Linked DNA regions of Rattus norvegicus: region 2 is linked to region 1. A link is a contact called in public Hi-C data. All regions are on one chromosome and are shown on one strand. Each heading gives the region's core, a stretch centred on a gene start, on an enhancer-like site or on the middle of the called end of the contact. The rest is flanking DNA. Distances are from core to core; before and after follow the strand shown. Region 1 overlaps Mtmr12 (myotubularin related protein 12). Region 2 holds the start of Golph3 (golgi phosphoprotein 3).

The links. Hi-C and Micro-C count contacts between places; a contact is called where the count stands out from the background.
Region 2: a Hi-C map of Schwann cells shows a contact between it and region 1, with 4 times the contacts expected there. The contact joins the promoter of Golph3 here to the enhancer-like site in region 1. A contact is called at or near these places in 5 of 12 Hi-C or Micro-C datasets (the A7r5 cell line, the Rat2 cell line, Schwann cells and 2 more) and 1 of 1 datasets of contacts at active chromatin or transcription factors (oligodendrocytes).

Annotation. Positions count from the first base shown.
Region 1 is chr2:63,011,293-63,017,325 of GRCr8, forward strand. It overlaps Mtmr12 (myotubularin related protein 12), which reads left to right. Exons shown (of 16, transcript NM_001415035.1): 14 at 2,307-2,474; 15 at 3,348-3,509. Among named protein-coding and RNA genes, the nearest start is that of Golph3, 61 kb to the right of the region's middle. Within about 2 kb of position 3,344, at least 40 of the 93 cell types and tissues checked have an H3K27ac peak or open chromatin away from gene starts, as enhancers often do. A contact at or near this core is called in Schwann cells, where this site is marked.
Region 2 is chr2:63,071,586-63,077,618 of GRCr8, forward strand. It overlaps Golph3 (golgi phosphoprotein 3), which reads left to right and starts at 3,492. Exons shown (of 4, transcript NM_023977.2): 1 at 3,492-3,825. The coding sequence starts at 3,601.

The DNA of each region.
Region 1 (6,033 bases), core at 2,094-4,593:
TTTTTTCCTTTTTTTTTTCTTTTTTTTTTTTTTTTTTTTTTTTGGAGCTGGGGACCGAACCCAGGGCCTTGCGCTTGCTAGGCAAGCACTCTACCACTGAGCTAAATCCCACTCCGCTAGAGCCTTTGAAGTGCTAGAGAAGTAGGCCCTGAGTCCCAGCCTCTTCTCTTTCTATTCCTTGTCATTGTTTTTGTTTGGGGTTTGGGTTTTTGGTGATACTGTCTAAGGTTGGCTTTGAACTCGAGTCTTCCATCTCAACATCCCAGGTAACTGGGATTCTGTGAACGCACCACCACTCACCCTAGGTTGCTTCCCTTTGCATGACTGGCTCGACTGGCTCAGCCTCTCTGTCAGAGAATTGTTTTGTGTTTTTTATTTTATTTTAGACAAGGTGTTACATATCCCAGTCTGGTCTCAAACTCATTATGAAGCCAAGGATGACGGTGAAGTTCAATCCTTGTGTCCATCTCCCAAGCATGGGGATTAGAGCCATATACTAACACAACCAGTTTTATGTCTCCAGAGCCACATCCCTGCCTGAGTTAACAAGCAGTTTGCCTCTGGATTGTAGTGTCCTTTTTTTAGGCAACAGCAACACAAATTCCTTGGTTCTAGTGAAAGGAAAATTGGACCTAGCCTTACCTGATTAAGTCATCTTTAGAGTGAACAAACACATGCTACTAGTGTGAATTGTGGCTTCTCTTTTCTCGATAACTAATCAGCATGTTTGTCTGTGATGCAGAACAGCCTGGCTTAGCGTGCTGTGTGACTAGAGCACCTTGGCTCCTGTTCTTCCGGGCTTGACAGGTTCCTGGGGATACTTGGGCCTGTGTTACTGTGTCACTCAGTTTCTTTCAGGCCAGACCTATGCTCTTCTGTATGCTATCAAACTTAAGAGAAACCACCATTTCTTAGTCTGAGAGGGACTTGGAAGAAGTAATTTGAAAGGCTAATAAGATACACATACTTTGATAGGCAAAGAGGAGGTGATACTGTTTGGAAAGATGTGATTTTTTTGCATGTCTTATCAAAGGGAGACTGACAGGATCTGTATCTTGTTGGGAAAGAAGCCAAAAGAAGGCCTGTGCTCACCCCCTTTAGGGTTGCTGACACTTAAGATCCCTTGCCCTTACTATACAGTGAGGTTTGTATACTTGATGTTCATATATTTAGCTCATACATATATGCCTCTAATCCCAGAGCCTGGGAGATGGACACAAAAGGATTAAACTTGACGTTCATCCTTAGCTACGTGATGAGTTTGAGACCAACCTGGGATACGTAATGCCTTAATGGTATTTTCCATAATGTGTAGTATGAAGCCTGTTAAGAACCAACATGCTGGAGTTCTGAAGGAGAACTGGCTGCTGTGATTTGTGATATTACTGATGCAGAGCTGGCCTTTTATCCAATAATTCTTACCACCTTTTTACCAGTTCTGTGTGAGGCCTGCATCTCTCTACTCTTACAGAAGGTAGACACTGTCACATTCTTGCCTTACCTTGTTACAGAATCACTGGTGGATCATAAGTGCAGTACAACTGAGAAACAGGGTCAAAAGAGGACCCAGTTAACAAAACACATTTGAACGTAGGGTAGGAACCCATTATGCAGCTTTTGCCTTTGCCTGCAAGACCCTCTCTGATTGGTAAAGAGGGGAACATTCTCCTGCTGAGTCTCCAGCACCATCCCCACCTGTTAACATGGGGTGGGGGAGAGGAGGTCAGGAATGCCCCCATACACTGTTTTTCTTGACAAAGTGTAAAGTGATAGTCATTATGATGTCCTCGTTTTGCAGTTGAATTCTCTGAAGAAGGATAGAATTCACTAGCTGGGCAGTGGTGGTACATGGCTTTATTACTAGCACTCAGGAGGCAGAGACAGGCAGATCTCTGAGTTTGAGGCCAGCCTGGTCTATAGAGCAAGTTCCAGCACAGCCAGGACTATACAGAGAAACTCTGTCTTGAAAAAAACAAAACAAAAATAAAACCCAACAACAACAAAAAAGTAGTTCACTTAATTGGAGTTCAGAATTAGTGTTCTCTATCACCAAAGCTAATTGCAGCCTCTTGTGTGTTAGTGCAGATACGTTATGCATTATTAGGTACTTACCTCTGGCACAGTGGTACTTGAGATGCTGATGCTAACCAAGGGAGATAGTCTCCCTGAGAATGTTCATCACGTGGAATAGGTTGTCTATCTGTCAGAGAGACAGGGTTGAGAAGCTCCTGATGGCTGTCTGCTGAGCTCAGGACAGGCCTTGCTGGACGTAGGCTTGCTAAGTAGTGTGTCTTGTTTCCACATAGGTCCCTGTGTTCCTGCTTTTCTTGGACTGTGTCTGGCAACTGGTGCACCAGCATCCCCCGGCATTTGAGTTCACAGAGACATACCTGACTGTTCTGTCAGATAGCCTGTATATACCTATTTTTAGCACCTTCTTCTTCAATTCACCTCATCAAAAAGATACTAACATGGTAAGAGTCCCTCTTAAAGACCCCTGTGCCAAAGAAGCTGCATCTCACAGACTCCATGCTTAATTAACCGTGACTCTAAAAGTCATAAGTATTCAAGGTATCCCAGCTATTCCTCCTAGGAAAATATTTAATATACATAAGAATATATAAATATATATATACATACACACATATATACATACATATATACATATATACATTATGTATATGTATATGTATATACATACATACATACATACATGAAGCTTGAAGCACAATAAATATCTAGCCCAAGAATATATATTGTAAGTATTAAGATAAAAGGAAATTTTGGAGTTTGGGAATTAAGCCAAATTAAAAGTTACTCTTTTTGAAGGTAGAGCAGATGTCCTCTGTTCATTGCCTTATGTACTCTAGGTATCTGTTCATCTCTGTGCCTTCATCTAGCCCTCTCCTGCTTTGTGACGGACTTCGAGTTGCTAGATTGCCAAGTCCGAGGAGGAAGCAGGAACAGTGGAAGCTGGCATCTTAGATAGCCCTGGGTTCCGTGACAGCCTTGCAACCTGCCAGCTTCATACCCTCAGGCAGTTCACTTGTGTTCTCTTAGCCTTGGTTTCCTCAGATGTCAAATATGTCAAACATGGGAAGTAGGGGTTAACTCACAAGGTTGGGAAGGAACCCAGCCTCAGAGCTGACATAGACCACTGGGAATATGGGCCTTCCACCATCCTCCCTGCCAAGGGCATCTACCTTGAGAAACACAGTGCCTACACAAGCGTTCGTTGTCAACCCTGGCTGAGCCTTCTCCCTGAAGCCTGTCTTTTCTGAGAATGAGTGTTTGCTTCCCAGCCGTCCCTGGAAGCTGTGCTGACGTCACTATGCTTGTTCTGGCAGGGCAGGGAGAGCCTGGATGCACAAAGCAAGCCTTTGACGCTGCTCACCGTGTGGGATTGGTCAGTACAGTTTGAACCCAAAGCACAGACTTTGCTCAGAAACCCTCTTTATGTGGAAAAGCCAAAACTGGACAAAGGCCAGCGGAAAGGATCACGTTTCAAAGTAAGATGTGCTGTCTTAACCCCACCCCACCCCCATCTCCACCAGCTCCTCCATCCTGTATATGTGAGGACAAAGGCCACTTTATGAATCTCTCTGTGGGTGTGTTACCTCTTCCTATGGCCTGCAGTTGGGATCTGTGGTTCTCAGGTTATTGATAAGACATGTCACTGAGACTGCTGTGGCTGTGGCTGTGCTGCTATGCATGGAATTGCACCTCTTACCTGTCTCCGTGTGTGGCTGGTAGATAAGGGGGTGTTGATTAGGAAGGGTTACCACTCATTTGCCAGTTCATAGGTTTCATAGCAAGACCTTGTCTTTGTTTTTAATAAAAACTTTACTATTTTACATGCATGCGTGTTTTATCTAATATTTGTCTGTTTACCACATATGTGTCTGGTGCATATAGAACCCAGAAAAAAGGGCGTCAGATCCCCTGGAATTGGGCTTCTAGTCAGTTGTGAACCTCCATGTGAGTGCTGGGAACCAAACCTGAATCTTCTGGAAAATCAGTCAGTGCTTTTAACCACTGAGCCATCTCTCTAGCCCAAGACTTGTCTTTTTTTTTTTTTTTAAGATTTATTTATTTATTATATATAAGTACACTGTCACTGTCTTCAGACACACCAGAAGAGGGCATCAGATCTCATTACAAATGGTTGTGAGCCACCATGTGGTTGCTGGGATTTGAACTCAGGACCTCGGGAAGAGCAGTCAGTGTTCCTAACCTCCGAGCCATCCCTCCAGCTCCCAAGACTTTTCTTAATAAACCTGTAAACTGAGAGTGGCAAGCATCGTGTAAAGGTCTGTACTGTCCCCAGCACTACCTACTCTACTGCAGTGGGATAGCTGTGTCCCAGTGTTTTCCACAGTTGTCACCCTCCAGCTTTGGCCCATGGACTAGAGTTTGCCAGCCAGTACCCTAAACCACATAAAACAAGTCCTTATTTCCCTTTAAGACATATTTGTTCCTGATTTTGCTGATTATCATGCCCCAGAGTGCTCTAACTGATGCACGGTTTGGTCTGCATTCTGTCACCTAGCCCAGAGTCTCTCAGATCCCTTAGGCTCTCAGAGCAGAGCGATGGCAGAGCTACACCTGTGCATGTCATTCTCTTTCCCATCACTGTCCTGCCTATCCCGCCTGATTCTCGGGGCTTCTAGGAGCCTTACCAGTTCAGGTTCTAGCTGAGAAAGATGGGGTGCAGGTGAGCTATGGCCAGTACTTAGAGACAGTGTCAGCTGCTGGGGACTAGACCTGCCATGTCACCCTCTTAGCTGCCCTGAAGCCCAGCATGGATGCTGATCTTTTCTTCTGGTAGAGCAAGATTGCTGCAAAGAGATGAGCTTTTCTGTGGTGTGTTGTGCCCCCTGGTGGCAGCCTGCTTGTCCTCTGGAGAGAGCTGGACTAGAGTCACAGAGCTGACTGGTACCTGTGGGTCAAGGAGCCACTGGGACAGCTAAGCACCCCTTTTCTGATGTCCTCGCTGTCTCTTCTTATAGACAGTGGCAGGTGATGTTGGCTCTAGGAGAGGCTGGGAGGGAAGATTCGAGCCAGAGGACAGGAGGATTGCAGGCCGAGTAAATGGGGAAGGGTTGGGGCAAGCAACATTGCAGGGACTGACATGAAACTCACTGTATAATCCAAGCTAGCCCTAAACTTCTGGCAGCCTCTGGTCTCAGCCTCCCGAGCATGGAATTACAGGCGTCAACCACTCCTTACAGCTCTCCTCCTTTGAGTGAATCCTTAAGAACAGAAGAATTGGCAGAAATAACCTTCTCCTACATTTATTTGTACCTTTTCCTTTGAGCATTGATGAATCCCCATAACCTCTGACCTATCTTCATAACCCTCTCATGGTGTACCCAGAATATAATACCTTGCTTTGTTCCTGAGAAAGCTAGCAAGCAGGAACAAAACTTAAGTGCTCTCATGTTTGCTGCTCTGAGCAGCCTGTCAAACAAGAATAGCTGGCCCAGTGAGCCCATTCCTCTTAGCCAGCGCCTCTGCTGCTGTTGCCTGTTGCCCTTGTTCAAAAGAGACGTTAAGACTTCAGCTGGAATTCACTGGGTGCCTGATAAGCTAAAGGTTATTTTGTCCATGGGATCATATCTTCAGGTGGTCAGTACTGATGCCTGAAGAAGTGCAGAAGATTCTGTAGTCAAGAGCTCTCAAAAAAGAAAAAAAAAGAAAGAAAGAAAAAGGGAAAGAAAAAACAGTGCTAGGCGTCAGTGACTGCAGGAGAAGGATGCCAGTGCTCCTGACCAGACTGATCTACACAGTAGACTGAGGGGTCCACAGTGGCCAAGGCTGTGCAACAGAACTGTGTCTCAGAAAGCCCCCAAGACTGGCCTAATCATTAACTTGTGTTAAACCGGTTCCGGCAAAGTACTTTGTGTCCATTGGTCTCAGAAGGACCAGTCTTTCCCAGCATGACTTTGTGTCCAGCCCCACATATGCCGGGTTCCTCTCCTTTGTTGATGGTGTGTCACACAGATCACCCACTGCCACCATGAGCAGGAAGTG
Region 2 (6,033 bases), core at 2,242-4,741, 60 kb after region 1:
CTGTTAGGCATCAACACAAATGCTAATTCTTCATGATTCTAGGCCCTCCAGATAGACACAGGTGTGGCTCCCCAGGCTGCAATGTGATGGTTAGAGACCACATGGAAGTGGCCAGCACAGCAGCAAACTTATCCTGGAAGGGGAAGGGGAAGAGGAAGGGGAAGGGGAAGGAAGGGAAGGGGGAGAAGGGGAAGGGGTGACTAGAAGACATACCTGGCACATATTTGGCGATCAATCAATATAAAAAGTTATGGTCCCTTTAGCAAAAATATTTCTATTAAACTTTTTTTATTGATTGTGAATTTCACATAGTGCCCCTGAAAACCACTCATCTCCCTGTCCCTTCATATCTGATCTCTGCTCTTGCAACATGCCCTCCCACCAAAGAAAATAAACACAACAAAACCGTCTCGTCGTGGAAGCTGTAGTGTGTCACAGTGTGTCGCACAGCATACTCTTTTGCCCAAATAGCTTTACTTGCCTATGTTCATTTTAATGAGTCGTTGGTCTGGTTTGAGACTTCTGGCTTCTGCTACACTAGCAATACTGGATCCTCACTGGGAACCTCTCAGATATCCTCTTGTTGCCCTGTGTCATGGAGATCCTGCAGCTTTGGCTTTGAACAGCCAGCTCCTTCATGAACTCCAGCAGTTCATAGATGCGGTAGATGTTGGAGTTGGTCAGCTCAAAGCCCTGGAGCTGCTCAGCCGTCCTGTTCTCCTGCCCCACCATAACCAGCTTACCTGCTTTGTCCAGGCGAGAGGTAGGGACAGCTCTTCTGCCTATAGTAGCAGTCAAGGATCAGGCCTGGCTCTCTTGAGTTCATGCCACTGGGACCTGCTCTCCCGTGCCCACACCACCAGGGCTAGCTCTACCCCATTACCCAGGTGAGCTCCTGGGCCTGCTCTCAAATGCTGTAGCCAGTGAGGGGTGGGGCTGGCTCGCCCTAGAAATATTTGTTTCTTAAGTCTTCCTCTCTTTGCCCCGTCTTTTTCTTCCCTCTTTCCTTTTTCCTTCCTTCTCCTTTTTCTTTCTTTTCTCTCACTGAGGTGCGATATGAAATGTAATTGGTGAGGAGGTTACCTTTGGCAGGCCCATGTCAAAGTGTGCCCCTGAGTAATTCCACCACACAGACCTGGTGCAAAAGAGGTTTTTATTCAGGGAAGAGAGAGGAGTGATAGATAGATAGATAGATAGATAGATAGATAGATAGATAGACAGATGATAGATAGATAGATAGATAGATACATACATACATACATACATACATACAGTAGCACCTAAGGAATGATCACACAATTTGTTGTTTGTCTTGCTTCTGTCTCCCACATGCTGAGACTAAAGACAAGCACAGTACCACCCAGCCACAGTTGTTTTAAATGTGAGGAGGGGACCTGGGGAAGGGGTAGAGAGGCAGGCAAGAGGGTATGTAGACAGATGGGAGCAGACTCGTGAGGGCAGAAAAAAGGGTGGGGGTGGGGGAGTCTACATGGTAGAGAAGTACCAGGAACACACAGGAGAAAAAAAAAGGAAGCAAAATTATTATGAAGTCTGAATTGGAAAGTCATGTACTGGCATACGAATAGACAAATCCAGAACATAAGAGTTATGTCTGGGGCTGGGGTAGGGTGGAGAGTGGGAATCAAGAGATCTACCGCTTGAAGTTTAAGTCACATTCAAGATGAAGGTGATTGGGATTCACATTTAAAACAACTGTGGCTGGGTGGTGCTGGTGCTGTGCTGGCATCTAGCTACCTACCTACCTGTCTGTCTATCTATCTATCTATCGAATCTATCTAGTGTTATATGTGTGTTGCTCTTACCTGTGCATGAACTTGGAGAGGCCAGAGATTGGCCTCGGGTATCCTCTTTAACTGTTTCACAAGCTTCCAAGATCTGTCTTTCTTAGCTCCCTAGGGCTGCTATTATAGAAATGTACTTGTGCCCATGAACTCTGGGATTTGAACTTTGCTCCTCACGAGAGCGCAGCAAGCAGTTTACTCACTGAGCCCTTCACTGGGCCCTCACAGTTTCTGAGGCAAGGTTTCTTACTGGGGCCTAGGCGCTTGCCCATTTGGCTAGGCTCACTGGCAAGGCAGCTTCCAGGAATCCGACTCTGCCTCCCGGATGCCAGTTTCTAATTTGTCCTCAAGCACTATACCCACTGACCACCTCGGCAACGAAGCTTCACATTTTACCCCATTTAAAAATCTCCATCGGGAGAGGAGCAACTGGCTCAACAGGCACAGCCTGTATACACAGCTTTGTACTTTTTGGATTTAACCTTATGAGTTAAATAACCAGTTAATTTACAAAGAACATTTAAAGCCAGTTGGCAAAGAATGACCTGAAAGGTGAAGGAACAAAAAGGTGACGTTATTGGAAGAAACTGGCTGAGGACAAAATGCTTTTGCAGGAAAAAGGGTTGAGGGTGGGAGGACCTACTGGGACTTATTGTCCACCTAGGAGTTGAGACAACGTATTTATGGGGGGTGGGGCGGGGGAGTCTGTCTAAACCTGTTTTACTCACTGCCTAAGGTTACTGTTTATTTTAAATAATACTGGATGGATCTACGATACCGTTTTTGGATAATGTTTTCTCACAAGTCCCGCCCTTCTTCTTCTCCAAACCCCTCTCGGGTTTGGCAGCTTTTCCTTTAACTTGATTTGCACAAACTGCCAAGCAAGCCAAGAGGATTTAACCTAGTAATTACATCGAAATAGATTTAGGGCTACAAAGACGTGGCATGAAACTCAAGAGGTTTACTGTCGCCATAAAAGGATCTTAAGGTCAGCTGTACAGTTCGCCGAGGCTACTTTACAACCGCCGTCAGAGGTAGGGAATACAAACTTTTACAAACGCAGTTCGTCAATTTGTTTAACCTCTCTACGCCAGAGCACAGTACATGAACACCTTTTGAAGCCCGAGAGTTAAGTTCCTCAGGCGGAGAGCCAAGCCCTTCCTGTAGGTAGTGGGGACCCGGGGCCACATTGGCTCAGCGCCTCGGAGGACTGATCCCCGGGGATGCTAAGGGCTCAGTGGGGTCCGCCCTCGCCTGGTCAAGGCTTCTGGGATCCAGGAGAGATCTTGCTGGTCGCTGGCGCCAGGCTGAACCATGAGCATGAACTGTGAGGCGGATGAAAGCCGGAGGCCACCGATCCCAACCACACTTTTCTAGACCCAGGGTTTGGCTTGCTCAAGAGCTCAAGTGTCCGCTGGGGCCGGAGGCGGCTAGCCACTCCCCTCGCTCGCGCCGCTTCCGGTACCCCGGCCCCGCCCCGCGCTGGCGCTGCCACATCCTCCGGTGACGTCAACGCGCGCCGCCATATTGGGAAGTGCCACCGCCGCCGCCTCCGCTCGGGCTCCTGGGCTGTGTGGGGCCACAGCCGCGGGCTGAAGGCTCCCTTGTGTATCCCATCGACGCCTGGCGCGCCCGCTTCGCTCAGACCCGGCTCCTCATGACTGCCTTCGGACCCGCAGCCCACGGACATCGCCCCAGCTCCGAGAATTAACACGGAAGCTCCTGGGGCCGGGACCGTGAGGGAGAGCCGGCCGGTCCCGCGTCCCTGTCGGTCTGGCGCGGCTCTTCGGCTGGAGCCATGACCTCGCTGACCCAGCGGAGCTCGGGCCTGGTGCAGCGGCGCACCGAGGCCTCGCGGAACGCTGCCGACAAGGAGCGGGCGGCGGGCGGCGGCGGCGGCAGCGGCGAGGATGAGGCGCAAAGCCGCCGCGACGAGCAGGACGACGACGACAAGGGCGACTCCAAGGAAACGCGGCTGACCCTGATGGAGGAGGTGCTCCTGCTGGGCCTCAAGGACCGAGAGGTGCGGGCGCGACGGGCCGGGCGGGGTGGCGGCGGGGGCGCAGGACCCAGGTGGCTCCAGGTGGGCGCCGGCCGAGGCCTCACCTGTCCCTGGTTGCGGAGCCCCGCGACCCTGATCGCCCTACTTGTCCCAAGGAATGTGGGAGTCAGCCCCTCTCCGGCGGGGCCCTGTGTGTTCCAGATCCACTCCAGTACCGAGTGCTTGGGGTTTTTCCTTCCTCTGTTCACAAGCACTCTTAGTTCCTAAGTCTTGGCAATCTTTGCTTTTCTTTTTCGCTTTCTGCCGCAAATGATTGCAGTTCCAACCCGAGACTGTTGAGATCCAAAGACCTGGGGCTACCGCTGCTCTCAAGTGTTGAGTTTTTGCAGCTTGTAAGACCTGGGAGAGGTTCACCGGTCTACTTGCTTTCGGCCTCTTTTTTATGTAAAACTTGAGTTGCGGCATGCTGTTAAGAATTAGCAAAGTTATTTTACTGAGCATTGTTTTAAAAAGTCAATACCAAGTTGTCGTAAAACCCTGGAAGTAACTTTTTAGATGAACTTGGTTTGAGTGAGCGAAGAGTTAGTATTACTGTTAGTAGATCTGTTGTCTCAGTTTTGCCATTTTAAGGGAGGGCTTGTGAAGTGCTGGGAAAAAAATACCAAGTTTGAGCTTTGATGAAAGGCTGCAAAGATTTAGGCTTAAGTTGTATTCTGACGTTTGGAAAGGTCCCTTGCACCCCAAATATTTAGGAATTTTACACATAGAAGTTGAAAATATGCTAGTGACCGTCTCTTTAATATCTATAATCTATAATCATCTATAAAGGTGATTATTTTTAAAGACAGACTTGCAGGTTTGGATGTTTCATAAATCGCGTACGATGAGTTGGCCCGGAAGTTTGTTTTGTTTCAGTGTGGTAAAACTCTAGACAACACATTTTATGAGTCAGACAGAAAGGTATTAGATCTTGTTTTTAAATGTTTTCAGAATTCAGGAAAGAGGGCAAACAAACAAACAAGCCGAAAACCCAATTCATCCCTGTAAAACAGTTTTCTAGTTCCTCAGACTGAGCAGCGGTAGAAAGATGAGTTTTTCCAGGGACTGTTCGTGATTCCCGGATATTAGATACTACACGGGGAAGTGCTTCTTTATGCCTTAATACCATTCAGCTTGAAAACGCTGAATGGCCCTCTGACTGTAAAAGGGGCACAGTACCTGTTTAATTACAGTTATAATGAGGAAAGTAAGTGGTATGTGTGTTTCATTTTTTGTTTTGGGGTGAAAAGCTAGATGTTAGTGCCATGGTAATGCAACTTTAGGAAGTATTAGATTTAGAAAGCAGATTTCTTGTAATAGACATTTATCTTTCCCTCCCTCCCCACTTTGGAACAAAACAGATTATGAGACATTTTTACAAAATACAAGAAAAGCTAAGTGAAGGCTACATTCCTGGGTCAGCATTTTGGTTCTGTGCAATAGAACTCGGTAAAGCTACAATGGAACAAAAAATTGGTTTTGGTATTGTCGCATTGAGAAACTGGTGAGAAAGTAAGTACCTTTTATTTTAGAGTCCTTACTCTAACTTTCTAAAATAAAGCTGTCAGCAGTTACTTTCCTGTGATTGGTTCCCATGAAAATAATCTGAAGATTTTTTTTGAAATTTAATGCTACAACATTTATCTAGTATTTTTCAAAGAGTTGAGGTTCTTTGATGCCAGGTAACTGGAACCATCTGTTGGGGTTATTTTGTATAAATAATAAGTATACTTCATAAGTCCTGGCCAAGGTTTGGGGGTGAGGTGGGCATTGATTTTTAAAAAATGTAGGCATGACCAAGAAGTGGTGGTGTGGCGGGGGTGGGGTTTGCATTGTCATCTTGGTTTTAGAATTCTCTTGTATGTAATTCTTCTTTCATTAAGTGTCTTATATACTAGTGACCAGTTCTGTTCTTTTTTTTTTTTTTAAAGATTTATTTATTTATTATGTGTAAGTACACTGTCACTGTCTTCAGACACACCAGAAGAGGGCACCAGATCTCATTACAGATGGTTGTGAGCCACCATGTGGTTGCTGGGAATTGAACTCAGGAGCCGTCAGTGCTCTGAACCTCTGAGCCATCTCTCCAGCCCTAGTGACCAGTTCTATAAACGTATCATCTACTTTTTGAGGGAAGTTCCCCCTTGTCTTTTTTTTTTTTTTTTTTTAAGATGAAGTCTTGGTTTCCTG